2 separate regions of the Zea mays genome follow, and region 1 is linked to region 2. A link is a contact called in public Hi-C data. All regions are on one chromosome and are shown on one strand. The core of a region is the stretch at or near the end of the contact, and the rest is flanking DNA. Distances in the headings are between cores, read along the strand shown. Region 1 holds the start of LOC103649964 (5'-3' exoribonuclease 3). Region 2 holds the start of LOC103649959 (probable serine/threonine-protein kinase PBL7).

Region 1 (3,411 bases), core at 666-3,165, 600 kb after region 2:
GCGGTAAGGTGAGGGTGGCTCGCCTTAGCGTCGCCTAGGCGGTAATGCGATGGTGGCTCGCCTCATCTCGCCTTACCGCCTTAAAAACTATGTAATGCGCAATCATGCACAAACCAAAAGAAAATATTTCGGTAGAATACTGACCGCATCAGCTGCATCTTTTGCAGCCCTGAATCGTCTTGAGCGCTGCTGGTTCATCTTAGCACGAGGAGCAACACCATCTGTAAAGCCATCATACCACAGTTAAAAATTATGAGCAACAATAAATCAAATACTACAGGTATAAGAACTAAATTGATCATTGAATTTATAAGATAAGCTCATTCCAAAAGGGCAGACGTGAATTATTACAGATGAGAACAAACATCCATAAGGTGCAAACACTTACATAGTTATGACAAGGTAATCCACATGCACATAGTATACACAATAGAATTACACAGAATCATGACTTCTACATGATCATACAACTAGAGAAACTCAGCTAATCCACACAGCAGTAAAAATAAATAGGTAGAAGTGCAATAAATTTCCTCAGCATATTCCACGTACCAATGGCCATGTACAAAAGCCTCCGGGGGCGAACCATGACGAATAGTCTGTCGATATAATCAAACATGCACTGGAAAACCTCACCAAATGTTGTTGGGGAGGGCTACAGAGAAAACCATGGTCAACATTTAAATCAGCAAGGAAAATAAATGACGATTAAGTTAATGTTACATGGTTTTACAGATAATAAAGCAAATAGTTCCAATAAAAAGGATTTAGTGCTTTTTTATCGTATTGGTATCTTTTTCTTTCTTCCTCTCTGGTTTGTGGCTGATGTTGACTGTTGAGGCAGCTACCACTGCTCCTTTCACTAAACCTATAGATATTGAAATAATACCATACAGTCTGCTAACTGAAATTGGTCCAAAATCATCAACATAAATAGCTCCAAAAAGGCAACTATTTGTTGGCAATTTGCTTCCATTGCAGTTTAGCAAACAGAAACAGAATAAATCTGTACAATTCAGATAAACGTTACTTTGAAAAACGGGATGAGTTGCGTCATTGTCTCAATGACTCTGAGATGACTGGAAAACAATTTAGCAGCTCATTTCTCTAGCAGCAATCAGATACTAGCAGCGTACGAGCTAAAATAACCAATTCCCTCCTCCAACTTCTCACTAGTCAATAGTCCAATCACAAACCTACCTGATTACCGCAAACGCATCTAGCCGGATTACCGCATCTCTCCAACGCCTAAGGCCCTGTTTGGAACCTCTAAAACTAATAGTTAGCTACTAAAAATTAGTTGCTGGGTTCCAAAAAGCCTCAGCTAATTGTTAGCTACCTCACAACTAACAATTAGTTCATTAGCTGGCTCAACCCAGCTAATAATTTATTAACTGGCTAACTGTTAGCTTTAGGGGTTCCAAACAGAGCCTGAAGCAACCCAACCAATAATAGAGAGGGAGGAGGAAGGAAGAAGTCGTACTTACCCTGTCCTCCGGGTGGAAGCAGGGGTGTATGATTCCGTTCATATCGAGGTAGAGGTTGTCGAACTCGAGGCTGTTGGGGTTGGGCTTGGAGGTGTCGACGGGCACCTTGACGCCCTCGATCTCTACGGGCTCCTCCTCCACCACGTCCACCACCACCATCGGGTACTTCTCCGCCAGCCATCGGTAGAACGCCGGAACACCCATATCCGCTGCTGACGCCGCCGGCGCGAGGGAGGCCTTGCCGGAGGTCTATCCCTAGTAGTAGGCAGACGGTGAGAAGAGGCGCGAAACCCTAACGAAGAGGTCCGGTCACTGTCGAGACGGACTCATCTGTCGGGCCAGTCGAGCAACGAAAAATCTGTCTATGACGTCTGTCCATCGAGTTTTTTTTTCTATTATAGCACTCTTTTGGTTAGGCTTCTCCTATTTAGTACTCTCTCCATTTATAAGTATATGACCCTGTTGATTTTTAAAAAAAATAAATATTCATCTTATTAAAAAATAATAAGTTATCATTTATTTTTTTATTTGTTTTATCACTTAAGATAGTTTGTGTTTGACGAAAAATTTTACATTGTTGAATAAAAATTTTGAATAATACGAGTAGTTAAAGTTTTCAAAAAAATCAATGGTGTCATATATTTGTGAAAGAATGTAGTACCTACAACATTATATCATTTATAATAGTATTATAAGTAATCTTATTCCTCCAAATAGTATTCTCACGCATTTTTAATTATTTCTGTTTTTTTATTTTCCCCTCATCTCCTAAAGTGACCGCACTACCCCTTCCTATTTTTCGTCTCTGCGGCTCTCTGTTCTGTTCATTGGCTTGCCTTTCCATCCGGAGAAATTTGTATTTTTGACACTCTAAACAAGTGACTTTGCATAATTGACACTCCAAAGATTGACACCGTAAATTTAACCCCCCCCCCCCCCAAGATTGACATATTGATTTACTTGACATTTTATCCTTTTAATAATTTTATTTTTCTTTTTTCTACATTCTGGATTTTCAAAGGACCAATTTACCCTTATTCTACATTTCGTATAGATAGACACAAGCTCTCTCCCCGTATACAAGTCAGACACAACAACAAAAGGGAATCGCACAAATAGAGTTGTCGCCGGCAGGGAGGCGGTCGACCTCACCGAGGATGTCACCCTAGTCGTCGCCTCCCTCCTTCGGGTTGGTGCCCTCCCTCTCACTCTCCCTGGAATATCCTTCTCGCTCACTCCACTAGTTCTCAAACGCATCACAAGTGTGTGCATGCTCGAGCCCCTGTTGTTTTCATAGCTGCTCATGGAGGAAAAGGTGGTTGGACGTCATGGCTCACTATTTTTCTTTAGATGTCGTATTTGGCTCTGATGCGCAGACCAAGAAGAAAATTATTAATCCTTCTAGTTTTGTGTTTCATCCGGTTCATATTTTAATCAACTTTATTTTTTAATAAAATCATAGATTGAATCGTTGATGTATGCAACTTCATTTGTAGAAACACTCAGATGGATTGTTCTCGTGATTGTAGTAGTAGCAGCTATAGTTGCGATCTTAAGCTAATTCATAAACCAAGTCCAATTATCTTCTGTTTCAGATGCAATAAACCCATAAGCAAGTGGATACTGAAAGTGCATTCATCCCTTTTGTGAGTTTTGGTGATTTGGATGACAACACATTTAAAAGACTAACAAGTTTGCTAAGTGTCGAACAGGAAATTCAGTATGATGAACATACTTGAATAGTGTATAATGATCAGTGAACAAAGGTTCAACACGAGGTTAAATAACCAATGAGACAATGCAAATGGATATAATATGGTCTCTGTATTGGTTTGAATATATATGGACAAGACCTGAGAAATCACTACATACATATGATCAGAATAGAGGATGAAGTGATTAAGAGGATTGGTCAAGCCAAAGT
Region 2 (3,647 bases), core at 623-3,122:
AGGCTGGGCGTGCAGCACCACGGCACTTTATTTGGTAGCAGCTGAAGTTCATGGGCCGGGTCCCAAACACTAGGATTTGGTCAAAATTCAGGTAGCCCAACCTCTGTTCGCTGGCCCATCCAGCAGCCGCGCCCTTTTCTGGCCCCGCTTACTAATACGGCACACGACTGGAGAACCTGGTGTGACACGTTTATATTGTGCAATATATATAATAACGTAAACCAACCATCCAAATTAAGAAAAGGCAGCTGGGGGTACGATAGGGCTTGGAAAAAAACCTCGAGCTCGACGAGCTGGCTCGGACTCGCAGCAGCTCGGCTCGGTTCGGACCGGCTCAACACTAAGAATGAGCCCGAGCCCTAGCGCCGTACGATGTCTCACTATCGTGTGCCACCGCCAGTCACTGACCGGCCCCGTGTAGCCAGCCATTCACGTGCGAAAACAACAATACAACTGCAACCGATCTTGCGTCTTGCCGACTGTCCGAACTCCGAACGATACAGTGCGAAATGGGTGCGTTGCTCTTGTCCAGTATGGCACTGTGCGTCCACTTCCACCCCAGGCAGGCAGGCAGCCGGGCGTCGCGGGCGCCGGACAGGTGGGTGGGTGGCGTCGCGCGAAGGCCACCGGGACACGCTGCTTGCTCTGAAAAGCCGACGAGCAGACAACGGGCCCCGGGACCCGGGACATACTAGAAGAAGGCGGCCGGGATCTGCCGACCCCACCACGGTTCACACAGTCCACACCCTTCGCCGCGCGGCGCCTGCCCGGGCCCCCCGAATGGCCGTCCTTTTCGCGCCGTGCACGCGGACAACAGTGGCACCGGAGGTCGCCTTCACGGTGCGGCCGCGCACCTGGGTGTCCTCCGGATGCAGCAGGTTGGTTGTCGTCGTTCAATAACAATCGAGGGCTTGTTCGGTTATTTTCAATCCATATGGATTGAAGGGGATTGATACGGATTGAAGGGGATTTTGACTTAATAGGGATTGAATCCCCCTCAATCCCTCTCAATCCATATGGATTGGGGTAGAACCGAACATAGTTGGGCCCGTCTGCACGAGGGTGAGGGTGGAACGGGGGTTAGGCTGGAAAGCACGCCTAACAATAATGGATATACGTATTTATTAGTAGAATCATGGCGCTCTAAACCCGCTCCTGCTCCATGTCTTAATCGGTGGATAAGGATAAGCTTAACCGTAATGCACGTAGCACTGTAGCGACCCGTCACCCGTTCTTGACTTGTCAACTACATGCCCCATCCTTTCTGGGAGTGCTGTCTTTTTTTTACTGTAAAGAACGGTCTATGTGAGCGATAACAACAGCAACCTTTTGTGATCCGTGTAAGAAAAATATAATCACACATTTCCCCCCTTTATTGTCCAACCAAAAGCTATCCTTTCTTTTAGATAAAATACCCATTTTGCCCTGCCGCACTAGGTGCTATGGTAGTGATGGAGATGGGCCAAACCTTTTGAACAAAGTAAAAACCTAACGGAAAAAAATGATCCGTTCGTCCTAGTTGTTTTCTAACTGACCAGCAGTCAATATTTACCACACTGGTGACTAATAATAAGATGAGTTTTTTTAACTTGATTTTCAAAGCGAGTACCAAAAACGACCCGGCCTGCTCGCTCGTGTTTCTCTAGATGTACGTGTTGTTCTATGGACTTTTGCAGTGCAGAGTGAAAATCCGCACTTGATTCACAAAGTCTTTATTTTAAAAAAAATTGTATTTTAGTTTCCTGAAACAGTACAGGGAATAGTGTTTTGGACGAACGCATTTGGCTCGAAATTGGAACAAGAGTCCTTCGTGTACCTACTTTTTATAGGTTGACCCCAAATAAACAACTCCATACATAACTATACCTTCACAATTCGTCAAGCAAAACTATACTAAACCCCTTCAATTAGCAATTAATCTTTCCTGCCACTAGTGAGTCTCCGACGTCCCATCGATGCTGACTTTTCCGCCTTCCCTCGGCGCCGTTTTCCGTCCTCCGCTTTCCGTCGGTTTTTTTTAACATGTTTTCAAATCTTTTAGGCCGCACGCTGCTATCCTCATCAGTCTTCTCCGCTTTTCCCCCCATCTCCTTCTGGGCGCACCAGGAAAAAAATTGATACATTCCTCGGCAGCTGCGCGAGTCCTCTGTTGATACCCCCGGCGACCCAAAGCCCCCGTCCGAGCAGCAGCAGCAGCAGCCTAACAGGATTGGGGATTTTTTTTTGCTTCGTGTTCTCCTTCTCCTGCTGTAGGCGTTGATTCGGGTGATGAGAGATGGGCTTCTTGGCGTGCTTGTGCCGATGCCCTCAGGACGGGGACGACGACGAGAAGGAGGGGGAGCAGTTCAGAATCAACCACCAGGTCGCCTCAGGTGACGGGCGATGCTCATGCTTCAAAAAAAATTCTTTCTTTCTTGCGTTATGTTTCCTGCTTTTGCCTTCGTTAGTTGTAGCAAGCATACTTCGTCAGTTCGTCTGGCTAGGAAATTCTCGTTTCTTGGTGCTTCGTTCTGATACTAGCTTGTTCGCGGTATGTGTGGCCCTGATACTATACTCCGGTACCATGCTTCCTGTGAAGCTGAACTCGCGCTTGCTGTCAGAGGGACGTTTAATTCTACAAAATGAAAATAAAACCAAGTCTACTGATTCGTGAACTTGGTAGCGTAACCGGTTTTTAGTTGTTTATTTACGCGAGTGAAGAATTGTACTCATACTCAGCCATCATGAACTTTTTTTTTTATTCTGAATAGCATGGTCAACCTTTTCTTTATCACACGGCACCCAGCCTCGCGGACGAATTCCTTTAGCAACCAAGGCTGTTAGATTTAATCTTGCCATTGTGTAGCTAGAAACAATAGGCTGTGGCTGATCAAGTGCGTAGCAGCAAAACGTGTGAGACTAGTACGCTGTTGTTGCCTTGAGCGGTTACATACTCATGGTCATGGTGTGTGAGACTGTCACTGAGAATATGGACCGAGACTTTTTGGGCCAGCACGAGCACATGAGTCAGGCTTGGATCTACATAACCTATTAAAGTTAATATTGTTTAATTTCTTTAATTTAGTAATTTATAGACTTTATATCGTTGTAATATTTGAACTTTATGTGGTCAAATGACGTTAGCATTGTTTAATATCGTTAATTTAGTAAGCTATAGACTTTATGTGGTTGTAATATTTGAATTTTATGTGATTCAAATATATACTTAGGCTTAGGTCGGCACGGTCCAACGTAGGCATGACGTGCTTTAGGGCTATGCTGATCCACTATTTCTACTATTTAGGCTTGCATGGTATAATCAAAAAAAATTTAGGCCTTCTTAACTTGAGCCCGTTAGGCCTAAAACACGATGGCCTTTGGTCCGGCTTAGCTCAATTCCCAGCACTAGAGACCATGCCGTGTCAAGTGCATACACGTGTGGAGTGCACACAAGATAGACATGATCAGGAGAGTAGTAGCTGCATGCAGCCATTAGTCTCTTTCCTTGTGATTGGTATGCTGCACATATTCGTCCGGACTGAGCGCGTGCATTGACTAAAAAGCAGCCGCTGTTTGATTAACTGTATAGAGTCAGACTGAGCCTACACCCGCAAATGCAGCATAGGTAAAAAATATATCCCTTTACTGTATGTGTGCATACGCTCCGG

Evidence for each region. A called contact is a pair of places that touch in the nucleus more often than the background predicts.
Region 1: a Hi-C map of ear shows a contact between it and region 2, with 2.9 times the contacts expected there. The contact joins the promoter of LOC103649964 here to the promoter of LOC103649959 in region 2. A contact is called at or near these places in 2 of 25 Hi-C or Micro-C datasets (ear and tassel).

What each region holds. Positions count from the first base shown.
Region 1 is chr3:37,885,221-37,888,631 of Zm-B73-REFERENCE-NAM-5.0, forward strand. LOC103649964 (5'-3' exoribonuclease 3) reads right to left here and starts at 1,916. Exons shown (of 23, transcript XM_008675656.3): 1 at 1,488-1,916; 2 at 553-655; 3 at 145-221. The coding sequence starts at 1,691.
Region 2 is chr3:37,289,378-37,293,024 of Zm-B73-REFERENCE-NAM-5.0, forward strand. LOC103649959 (probable serine/threonine-protein kinase PBL7) reads left to right here and starts at 1,873. Exons shown (of 5, transcript XM_008675652.4): 1 at 1,873-2,372. The coding sequence starts at 2,276.